Linked DNA regions of Sus scrofa: region 1 is linked to region 2. Evidence: chromatin contacts called from public Hi-C data. All regions are on one chromosome and are shown on one strand. The core of a region is the stretch at or near the end of the contact, and the rest is flanking DNA. Distances in the headings are between cores, read along the strand shown. Region 1 has its middle 76 kb from the start of MED10. Region 2 holds the start of UBE2QL1 (ubiquitin-conjugating enzyme E2Q-like protein 1).

Region 1 (5,221 bases), core at 1,486-3,985, 120 kb after region 2:
AGGAGAACTCACCCCACAACGGCTAAGTGCCCGGGACAAACACCTCGGCACTTTGACCTTGACAAGGTCACAGTCTTCATCTGGGCTTCCCTCATGGACGTGCCTCCCCATGTGCAGGGAGGCATAGTTTTGTTTTGTTTGTTTGTTTTTGTTTTTGTTTGCTTTTTTAGGGCTGCACCTGTGGCATATGGAGGTTCCCAGGTTAGGGGTCTGATCAGAGCTACAGCTGCCAGCCTACACGCCACAGCCAGATCCGAGCTCATGGCAACGCCGGATCCTTAACTCACTGAACAAGGCCAGGGATCAAACCTGCGTCCTCATGGATGCTAGTCAGATTTGTTACCGCTGAGCTCCGACGGGAACTCAGCAAAGATTAATTTTAATTAAACTTACTTACTTTGAGTTCTTTTGAGGAGCGGTTTTAATACAGAAGAGTAAGAACAGTGCGTGTAGCTGGCATGATGTTAGTGAACAGTAGTGAAAGAAATCCAAGATTACACGAATCATAATTCCATTAAAACAGTTTTATATAAATACAGGGTAGTATCATACTGAAATTACAACTTTCGGCTTAATTTTCTTGACTTTTAAATCTTTGAGTTGTATTTAAATACATTATTTTATTGACGGTGGCATGCTTTTTTTTAACATAATAATTTTCTCTTCTGAAATAACTCATTTTATGTTCGGATAATAGGACTTCATATATTTTGAGCCTGTACCTTCGTAATAAAATGTAAAGCACTTAATCCCCTAAGCTGTACAATCTTTCTGTAACATCCACGGGGAATTTGTAGGTATTAAATTAGCTACACGGGGGCTTTGAAAATAGTCTTCGAATGCTGTAAAAAGATAGTGAGAAATTGAGAACGATAGTAAGGATTATAAGAAAAAAATTAATAATCCGAGATAGCCTACGAAGATTCAAGTAAGGTTTATTTCTATTTCCTACTTATTTGGAATTTCTTGGGGAAGGTGCTGCCCATGGAATGTCACTGCCAGGGTCGCACTGTGGTTGTCGCATGACTGAGCTCTTACAGGAGTGCCTGGGGTTTACCAGCCTGCGGGGTTTTCGGGGCTGTGACTTCATCTCAGCTGCTTCTCTGGCGACCAGACTGACCGCTTCTGCGGGGATGCTAGGCTGTGAATCTCAGCTACGTAGAGTCTACAGGTTTTCTGTGTTTCCTGAATACAACAAAATTGTGCAGATTGTGAACTAAACACTCATTTGCACCTGGTTATCGGTGTCCATTCAGATTGTCAAGAAGCTTGGTCCACTCGAACACAAGCGGCCCATTGTGATGACTGAGAAGGATGGAGAGTGGTGTTATGTCCTTCGGAAACGGTGGAAAAGAATCCTGATATTTGTACATTTCTCCACCTGCTCAAATAATAAATTCAAAAGTAAGATGGTAGGAAACTCCCCATCCCAGCCACCGAAGACACCAAATTAAAAAGCAAGCTGAGGAGTTCCCGTCGTGGCGCAGTGGTTAACAAATCCGACTAGGAAACTTGAGGTTGCAGGTTCGGTCCCTGCCCTTGCTCAGTGGGTTAACGATCTGGCGTTGCTGTGAGCTGTGGTGTAGGTTGCAGACGTGGTTCAGATCCCATGTTGCTGTGGCAGTGGTGTAGGCCAGTGGCTACAGCTCTGATTAGACCCCTAGACTGGGAACCTCCATATGCCTCGAGAGTGGCCCAAGAAATAGCAAAAAGACAAAAAATAAAAAAAAAGCAAGCTGATAGATTTTTGTTGTTCGTTTTGTTTTAGGTTTTTTTTTTTTTTTTTTTTTTAGGGCCAAATCCGCGGCATATGGAAGTTCTCAGGCTAGGGGCCGAATCACAGCCGTAGCTGCCAACCTGCACCACAGCCATAGCAACATGGGATCCGAGCCACATCTGCCATCTACACCACAGCTCACGGCAACGCTGGATCCTTAACCCACTGAGTGAGGCCAGGGATGGAACCTGCCTCCTCGTGGATGCTAGTCGGATTCGTTTCTTCGGCACCGCAACAGAAACTCCCTGTATTTTCTGTCCAAGGCTGTCATTAGAAAAAAGCCCAGATGCTGACCTGCTCCCAAGAAAGGCAGGGTTCCGGTTATAAGGAGAGAAAGCATGTGTCTTACCCTTGGCAGTATTTCTGGCCTTAAGTTGAGAGCAAGTGAGGAAATTGTTTATAAATACCTTCTTAGAGGAGAGAGTGGGACCTCAAATATTGAATTTGCTTCTGAACACCGTGTGAGGAGCCTGGCACACACTGCGGTTAAATATTTGCTGAATGAATGATTAACTAAGTTATCTAGAGTTGCTCTCCTTTTTTTTTTCTTAACCCTCCATTCATTTGAAAGCTATTTTCTCTTTAAGTCTACGATACTCACAGACCAGTGCACAAGCACAAATGGGGGTTTAGTCAACGATACAGTGAAACACCACAAAACTCTCACCAAAGTCAGACAGAAAACAGTCCTGATCCGCTCAGGCTGCTGTAACGAAGTACGGCAGACTGGGCGGCCGGGCTGTTCATAAACAACTGACATTGATGTCTCCCGGCTCTGGAGGCTGAAAGTTCATGGTCATGGGCCTGCGTGGTGGGGGAGTGTCGGGAGACAAGTTTCTACAATCTTTCCCTAGCCTCTCTGTTTCTATTTTCTATGCTAAAAACCCCATCCTGTCCTGCTTTACCTTACCCCGTATTCCTGCTTGACAAACAGTGGCAGTGCTGGGAAATGACTTCAGCTTAAGAACAAAGACCCAAAGGCATCAGCTATTCCTGTGGTCAGCTGAATAGGACATAATGCGCTGGTCTAGGCACGTCGGACCCGTGCAGAGAGGCCCGCCGTGTGCACAGCCTGCTGGGTCCTGTTAAGATAAGAGGAAGATGAGCCTCGTGGCCCCAGGGGTTCATGAGGGGTGTTAGCAGAGTAGCATCAGCAGGGAGACGGAGGTGCAAACCCAGGCACGCTGTCTGCAGGAGCACAGTGGTGATTCTCTAGAATGCTCTGCATCGGTAGCGGACGCCACGCTTCCTCAATGCTAGTGATGGTTCAGTGCCTGAAGGTCAGAATAAAAGCTTAATCAGCAACCGGCTCTGTGACTTTTAAAATAATTAAAAAAACCCTACATCCTGCACCTACAGCCCCCTCCTCACTGAGGTCATCCTCCAGAGCACAGTAAGGCAGTGTGGTTTCTTAAGGCGGCGCTCTTGGTCCCTGAGACCTTGAGTCCCCCGGTTCGGTTCTCACCTTTACTTAAGATAAATGTCTCTGTGTCTTGTTTTCTGTTAACTTTTTCTTAAGTTTCACAGCACCCGTTCTTCCGCCCCAACCTGCGGAGCTCAGCAGGGCAGGGCCGCCTTCTTCTGAATTCTCGCTCTGTCCTCATATGTTGGGAAAGATGAGGGCGGTTTCCGGGGCCTCTTTTATAAGGACTTTCATTGCATTCAGGTGGCCTCCGATGTGCTGCCAAAGGCCTGGGATCCAAAGAGCAGCTCTTGGTCATTAGGTTTCTGACAATGAATTTGGGGGCACAAAATATGCAGACCCTAACGAAACATTTCCAGCCCCCCCAAACCAGCCGTGTCCCTTCCCCATCAGGGCCCTCCCGCTAAAAGCCACCCACATGCGGGCCGTTGCTGTGACCCCCTCCTGGCTTCTCTTTAAGGCTATACCCGCAGGCACAGTCCTTAAGCCCGAGCGCTGTTTTGTTTGCTTTTGTCTTTCTAAGTGGACTCCATCGGTCCGTTTCCTTTCACGCTGGGCTTCTTTGGGCGCCTTCCGTGAGCATCGTTACTGGTCTTGCCGCACGCCGTCCAGTTCGCTCATCTCCTCGGCTGTTCAGCATCCGTCATTCGGATGCGCAGCAAATGATTTGATGATTCTACTGTTAATGGACCTCTGGGCTGTGGACGTGGCTTTGGCTCTTGGAAAGATCACTGCGTCACTGCTCTTGGGCCCTGTCACCGGTGCACGTGGTTCTGTAGAAGGGTCCCCAAAGGCAGTGCTGCTTCCCCCTCCCCCTGCCCTGCCCCTCCCCCTTCCTCCCGCTCTGCCCTGGGCTGTGCATAGAACACAGACAACACATGCCCATTCGTTTGGGGGCATGGCACCTGTCCCTCCGCATGGGCACAGCATGGCCCTAAAGCGTGGACCGCTTATCTCCTGGCTGGCCCCATTCGGGCCCCAAGATCACCTTCTCCACCTCTGCCCCATTGAAAGCAAAGGGAAAGGAATGAGTCACCCTAGGCTTTGCAGTGTGGGAACTGCAAGGATGAAGGGGCTTGAGTAGATACAGATGTTATCAGGTCCTCATCTGAAGCATCACGGCAAGTTGTCACATGGGCATCTAGGAGGATTTCAGCGCTGGAATTGTGAATAACTTATGGCTCAAAATATTTAATGAGATTGAATTATAATTTTAAAACTTACGTAATTACAGCTTTATATAACTTTAAGTTTTTAGTTTATTAATTACAGTTTGTGTTTGACCTCTAATTGTAAAACATGTTTAAAATATTTTAGAAGAAAAATAACTTTTTTTGAGAAAATTCACATAATGTACTTTGAAATTGTCAATGAGACGTAGTTTTTTTTTTTTTTTTTTTTTTTTTTTTTTTAGGGCCAACCTGTGGCATATGGAAGTTCCCATGGTAGGGGTCGAATCAGAGCTGTAGCCACCAGCCTGCAACACAGCCACAGCAATGCGGGATCCGAGCTGCATCTGCGACCGAAACAACAGCTCACAGCAACGCCAGATCATCGAGCCACAGAGTGAGGCCATGGATCGAACCTGCATCCTCGCGGATACCAGTTGGGTGTATTACTGCTGGGCCACAAAGGGAACTCCGGTCCTCGTGTTTTTTTTTTTTTTTTTTTTTCGTGAATGTATATTCAAATTGATACTGTTCAAATAGCACTTCATTGTATGTTTTAATTTGAATTATATATTATAAACTAAAAGATTACTTTAGATCATGGAGAGTAAATGTTAGTCAATTTCTTTTGTTGGAATAAAAAATACGAAAGTGGGGCTCAGAAATAGAAAGCTGAAAAGGAAATCGGAAATTCTTCAGAAAAGGATGTCTGCATAAATTTAAAAAGAATCTGGGAACAACGAAATTGAGCAGACTTCTATAGAGTGGGACGCCCATGAAATTTGCACACAATATTATACATTTTATAATTAGATTTAACTATTGAAAAAAATGAAAACAAGGAAGAAAATT
Region 2 (5,206 bases), core at 1,746-4,245:
ACACACACAGACCTGTCCAATTAAATCAAAGTGCATAGGCACCAACAGAGCTATCATTCAGAGCGGCAATATCAAAGTGGGAAACATTTAACTTACTAAGATATATCTCTTCTAAAAGAAAGTCCTTAGCTCTCACTCGAAATCTTTCATTTCCTGCATCTTTCAAAATGCAGGCTGTGATCCAAGCGACCTCTGGGATCGCTTCCCAAGCGAAATACTATGATTCTGCGGTTTTCAGGCCAAATGACAGTCCTCTTCCCCTGATGCCCAAAGTCACTGCTGTGAAGAATGAAAGAAGTGAGGAGACTGTTCCAGAGAGTTCTGATTAGCAACGCTTTCAGAAACTAATGACAAACACATCTCTTTGAAATCCTCTTCCATGCCACTTGTATCAGTCTTGCTAATCACAGAAACTGGGACCCGACCCCCCCCCCCCCGCCCCGCGCGTCCCTGTGGCTTGACTCACAGGCATTTATCATCCCAGCCAGCCTGGAACGCAGGCTTCAGCATGATCCTTAACTGATACTAAAGCATTAAACCTTGCTCAGTTACAGATGCCTTTCTAGAGCTGCCACAGCCATCCTATTTGGAACTCAAGAAATAAGTGGACGCTAAACCCCAGAGAAGAGGGACCAGCAGGTTAGTCCCTTGGTGAGAGCAGACCTCAGTCAAGACTAAGTGCCTTTCTCCACTGGAGTCATAACGCTTTCTGCTTGGAATCCCTGGAGTTCCACCTCTAGTGACATTGGCGGAACAAGCATTATTTGATTAGTGGGAAAGATCCCGCAGTGAAAGGGACAGAGGCAGGTGACAGGGGACTGATGGCTTCTGAAATACTGGCTGTAGAAAGATCAAACTGAGGTCATTCAGGGTCTTCCAGACAAAACAGCGATTCTTCACAAAGCTAAAAGACACCCATATAAACTTAGGATTTTATTAAGCAATGTTTAATAACGATTCGAGAAAACGCTGAGCCACTTAAACATGATCAAAGGCAGATAATATGGGAAGAGAAAAGCAGACCCTCTGCCTGCAGCGGACGAACTGCAGACGATTCCATCATTCTCTGCTCTCAAGTTCTCTGGGGTTTCTTTTCGGTAAAGCTGCCGCCTGGGGCAGTAAGGCAGAAGATGCAGGCATCCAGTTGCCCTTGATTTTCATTTTTAGTTAAAATCTTTAGCCCCTCCCCGGGGGGCACGAAGAAACCAAAAGAAGAGACAGGTCTGAGGGAGCCCCAGACCTGGAACCACTACTCCAGAGGTGTCAGTCCTGGAAAGAAGCAGGCACCAGGCCTTTCCCTGACCAGAGTCTGGTCTTGTCACTTAAGTACCATTCAAACCACACCTCCGCCTTTCCCGTGAAATTTCTCAAGAGCAAAATTTTCGCTTCGCACTAGGTGATGTTTTGGAGGAAGCAGAGCAAAGGGGCAGATTCACCAGCGGGAGCCTGGCCCTCCGCAGAGCTCCCCACTTACAGAGCCCTCCCGAAATGCTGCGGGGGGGGGGAACCTTTGTGTGTGTGGCCGGACAGGAGCCATAAACTAGGCTGGACTTTTAGATTCTGAGGTCCACGCAAAGTTCCACTCTGCGGGAGATGACAGGGACAGTTGGTGGGGAGAAACCAAGGCGGGGGGGGGGCGGTAGAGGGAAATGGGAGGGGTGGGGGAGAGGAGACGGGGGGGGGGGCCGAGATGGAGGAACGTGGGGAGGTGGCGAAGGGGGGAGGGCAGGGGGAGAGGCGGGCAGCGGGTTAGGACTTGAGCACAGAGGGTAGAGGGGTAGAGTGAGAGGGGGCATAGGGGAGAAAGCGGAGGAGAAAAGGGCGAGGAGGGTGTTCGGGGAGGGAGAGGGCACATCCTAGAGGGATGGGGAGAGGGAGCAAGAGGGAGACCCGCAGGGACTGGGCAGCGCACGCGGGATGCAGAGGTGGAGAAGGAAGAAGGCGCTCCCGGAGGACAAGTGGAGGCGCCGGGAACGTCGCCCCTTCGCAGGCAGGTTTGGAAGGAGCGCCGCGCGCACCAGGGGCGAGCGCAGCCAGCCCCGCGCGCCCAGCCCCGCGCGCCGCGCGCGCCCCCAGCCCCCTGCCCGCTTACCTGGCCCTTGACCAGGCTGGCGGCGAACTGGCGCATGACGGCCTCCACGGTGTAGGCGCTGGACCAGCCGCGCGGCGTGAGCAGCTCCATGCAGATGGCGCCGCCGTCCAGCACGTAGCCGTTCTCCAGGCGCGGGCTGAGCACCCGCATGAAGGGCGGCGAGAAGGGGAAGTTGTCGGGGAAGGTGAGGTTGAGCAGGATGAACTCGGTGTTGGTCTCCTTCATGTCCTGCCACAGCACCGAGTCCTTGTCCACCTGGTGCAGCTTCACGTTCCAGTCGAAGAGGCTCTCGTCCACCAGCTCCACGGAGATGAAGCGGTCGCTGAGACGCGCGATGTCCTGCAGCTCCTTCATGAGCCGCCGGCTGCGCACCTGCGTGCAGTGCTGCTGGCGCGCCGCGGGCACCAGGCTGCCGCCCCCCGCCGCCGCCGCCGCCGCCGCCGCCACCGCCGGGCCCGGCCCCGCCCTGGCGCCCGCCGCCCGCTCCCGGGGGCCCCCGGCGCCCGCCGCCCCCGCCGCCCCCGCCGCGGGCTGCGGCGGCTTGTCGCGCGGGCCAGCTCCGCCGCGCGCTTGCTCTTGCCCTTGCCCGGCCCGGGGCTGGCGTCGCCCGCGCCCCCGGCGGGGTGCTGCTGCTGGGGCTTGTGGCCGCCGCTCTTGGCGCCGCCCTTGCCGCGCAGCGACGCGCTCTGCTGCCGCCGCCGCCGCCGCCGCCGCCGCGGTGGTTGTGGTGGTGCTTGGGGTCCTCGGTGTCCCGGTTGTGCAGGCGGATGAGCCCGATTTTGCGGAGCAGCGTGGCCATTTTAGGCTCGGCGCCGGCGGAGAGCTCCCCTAGGCTCCTGCTCCCGGATCCCGAGAGCCGGGGCGGGGTGGGGGTAGGGGGCGCGGGGCGGCAGCGACCGGCGACCACTCAGCGGGGCGCGGCGCGGGCCACGCCGGGCGCCGGCGGCCGTGGCGCAGCCGAGCGGGCAGCACGCGCGCTCGCCGGCTCCTGGGTCGCCGCTGTCATATGACGGGGCCCGCTCTGGTTCGGGCTCCGGCCGCCCGGGAGGGGAGGCGTGGAGGGGACGCGGCGCGGCTGGCCGTCCACTGGCCGATCCCTGGACGCAGCCCCGAGAGCCCGGTGTCCGCGGTCCTTTGTGCGCGGCCGCAGCCGGGCTAGCTTCGAGTCCGAGCGCCGCGCCGGGGCGCGCAGAGCCGTCCGCAGCGCCCCGGAGGCAGCGAGGTGGCCGCGGGCTCGCGCCGTGCGCGCCCGCCGGGCCGTGCCGCGCTGGCGGCTACTGCGGGGCCCGGGCCGCTGCCGCTGCCGCTGCCGCTCGCGTCGCCGCCGCCGCCGCCGCTGCGGCTGCTGACATTGCAGAGGCGGCTGCTCGGTCTGAGCCCAGCGCGGCGCGGAGGGGGCGGCTCGGCTGGCGGGGGGGGGGGGGGTGGGGGGGCGCGGGGCGGAGCCGCGGGCCTGCCTGCGCCGTGCCGCCCCCGCCGCCTGCCCGCCCGCCCGCCTGCCGCCCGGCTCCCGCGGCGACACGCTAGCGGCCGCTGGGGGGAGACATCGGCGCGCGCCCGGGCGGCCGGGCGCCGGGCTGCGAGGTAGCGGCGGGGGGAGCCGGCAGAAGTGGGGCGAGGGTGGGGAGTGGGGTGAGAAGGGGCTCGCGTGTGCGCAGGTTAATGAGGATCTCCATGGCTCCCGGTCCTTCTGCCCGGGATCCAGGCTCAGCCCCCGGCCCGGCCTCCGATCTCACTTAACCTGGTTAGAAAAAGCCGGAGGGGAAGGGGTGTCGGAGAAGAGTGGAAAGCAACCTGTTTATTGATTCCCTCGCACCCGATGGAGCCCGGTGTCCTACACTGTAACCCTGGGCCGGGGTCTGGGGAACCAGCGCTTTCCCAAAGACAGAGCAAAGAATCAGGGCCTGGGGATGAGGTCGCGGGAAGCATCCCCGCGGCAACCTCGAATCACGACGTTAAAGGGTGAATTCACCCCTGCGGCCGGGCCAGCTCCTCTGCAGCCCGCCACGCCGGAGGGTTCCTGAGTTCCGAAAAGGGGAAGACGCAGCCGCGGGGCATTGGCTTGCGCGGCGGGGGAAAAGCGTCCAGTGCTGGCGCCAGCGGATGCTCAGGGCGCGCGGCTGGGCTTCTGAGGCCCCGGAGTCCCCATTACCCGCGGGTGACCTCGGGGCCCGCCGCGGAAGGAGTGGGGATCCTCCCTCAGCCTGGACACTTTCATCACGCGTCTCCCTTTCTGCCTTTAACCGATTGAAACTTATTTTTATCTGGTGAAATTTCAAGCACAAAGCACGTTTAGAGCCCAGAAGCTGGAACATCCTGGCAGGAGGGAATCAGTTTGCAAGAATCGCACTGCTGCGCACGGTCCCGAGTGCGTGGCCCAAGTGCGCAGTGGGGAGGAGTGGTGACCACCGCGGCCATGTAGGAGGAATCACCCCCAAAACCGAAATGGCTTAGGACGGACCCCAGACTTCCCCGCGGTTCCTGGTTTGGCTTTCACCTTGAGAAGCCTCTAAGTCTATCACCAGACCTTGTTCACGCTGCTGTCACCGTGACAATTGTTTTTAAACGTCTTTACCGGTTTACCGTCTTTTTCCAAATTATCAAAGATGAGTTCACTGTGAAAAATAACTCTTCAGGCCACTGCGGAGATAGCGCAGACCTAACGGGTTTGGTTTTCTGGCCTTGTCTCCCGGAAGAGCAAGGGGCCAGCCAGGCCTCCAGGGCTTGTGGCAAGTGCTTTCACCCTGGGACACCCGCCCCTGGATTGGCCGCTGTGCCGCCAAGGTGCCTTTTCTCAGAGGCTGTTTTCCAGTGGGTGGGATTGTTGGGCAGGGCAGCGGCTTGGGCAGGCTGGAAGGCTGGTGACCATATCTGGGCTGTAGCCAACGGAAATCTAGCTGACCTGGTCTCATGGGCTTTTTTGGGCACCCTGTTCTCTCCAGCTCTGATTTTTAAAGAGGTGTTGAGCAGGATATGACAATGCCTATCCGTTCCCCGAGTTCATTTAACCTCTGGGAAGAGGGATTCAAGAAGATCCAGAGGTGACAGGCAGGCATAAATGTTTCATCATTTCGCGGCCACAGAAGCGTCTTGGGTTTTATCTGACCCACTTTG

The links. A called contact is a pair of places that touch in the nucleus more often than the background predicts.
Region 1: a contact with region 2 is called in a Hi-C map of liver, with 2.3 times the contacts expected there. The contact joins the enhancer-like site here to the promoter of UBE2QL1 in region 2. A contact is called at or near these places in 1 of 5 promoter capture datasets (liver) and 6 of 47 Hi-C or Micro-C datasets (alveolar macrophages, embryonic fibroblasts, liver and 1 more).

What each region holds. Positions count from the first base shown.
Region 1 is chr16:75,589,921-75,595,141 of Sscrofa11.1, forward strand. No RefSeq gene overlaps it. Among named protein-coding and RNA genes, the nearest start is that of MED10, 76 kb to the left of the region's middle. Within about 2 kb of position 2,736, at least 8 of the 83 cell types and tissues checked have an H3K27ac peak or open chromatin away from gene starts, as enhancers often do. A contact at or near this core is called in liver, where this site is marked.
Region 2 is chr16:75,471,511-75,476,716 of Sscrofa11.1, forward strand. It overlaps UBE2QL1 (ubiquitin-conjugating enzyme E2Q-like protein 1), which reads right to left and starts at 2,996. Exons shown (of 4, transcript XM_021076776.1): 1 at 2,787-2,996; 2 at 2,646-2,784; 3 at 2,093-2,643. The coding sequence starts at 2,891.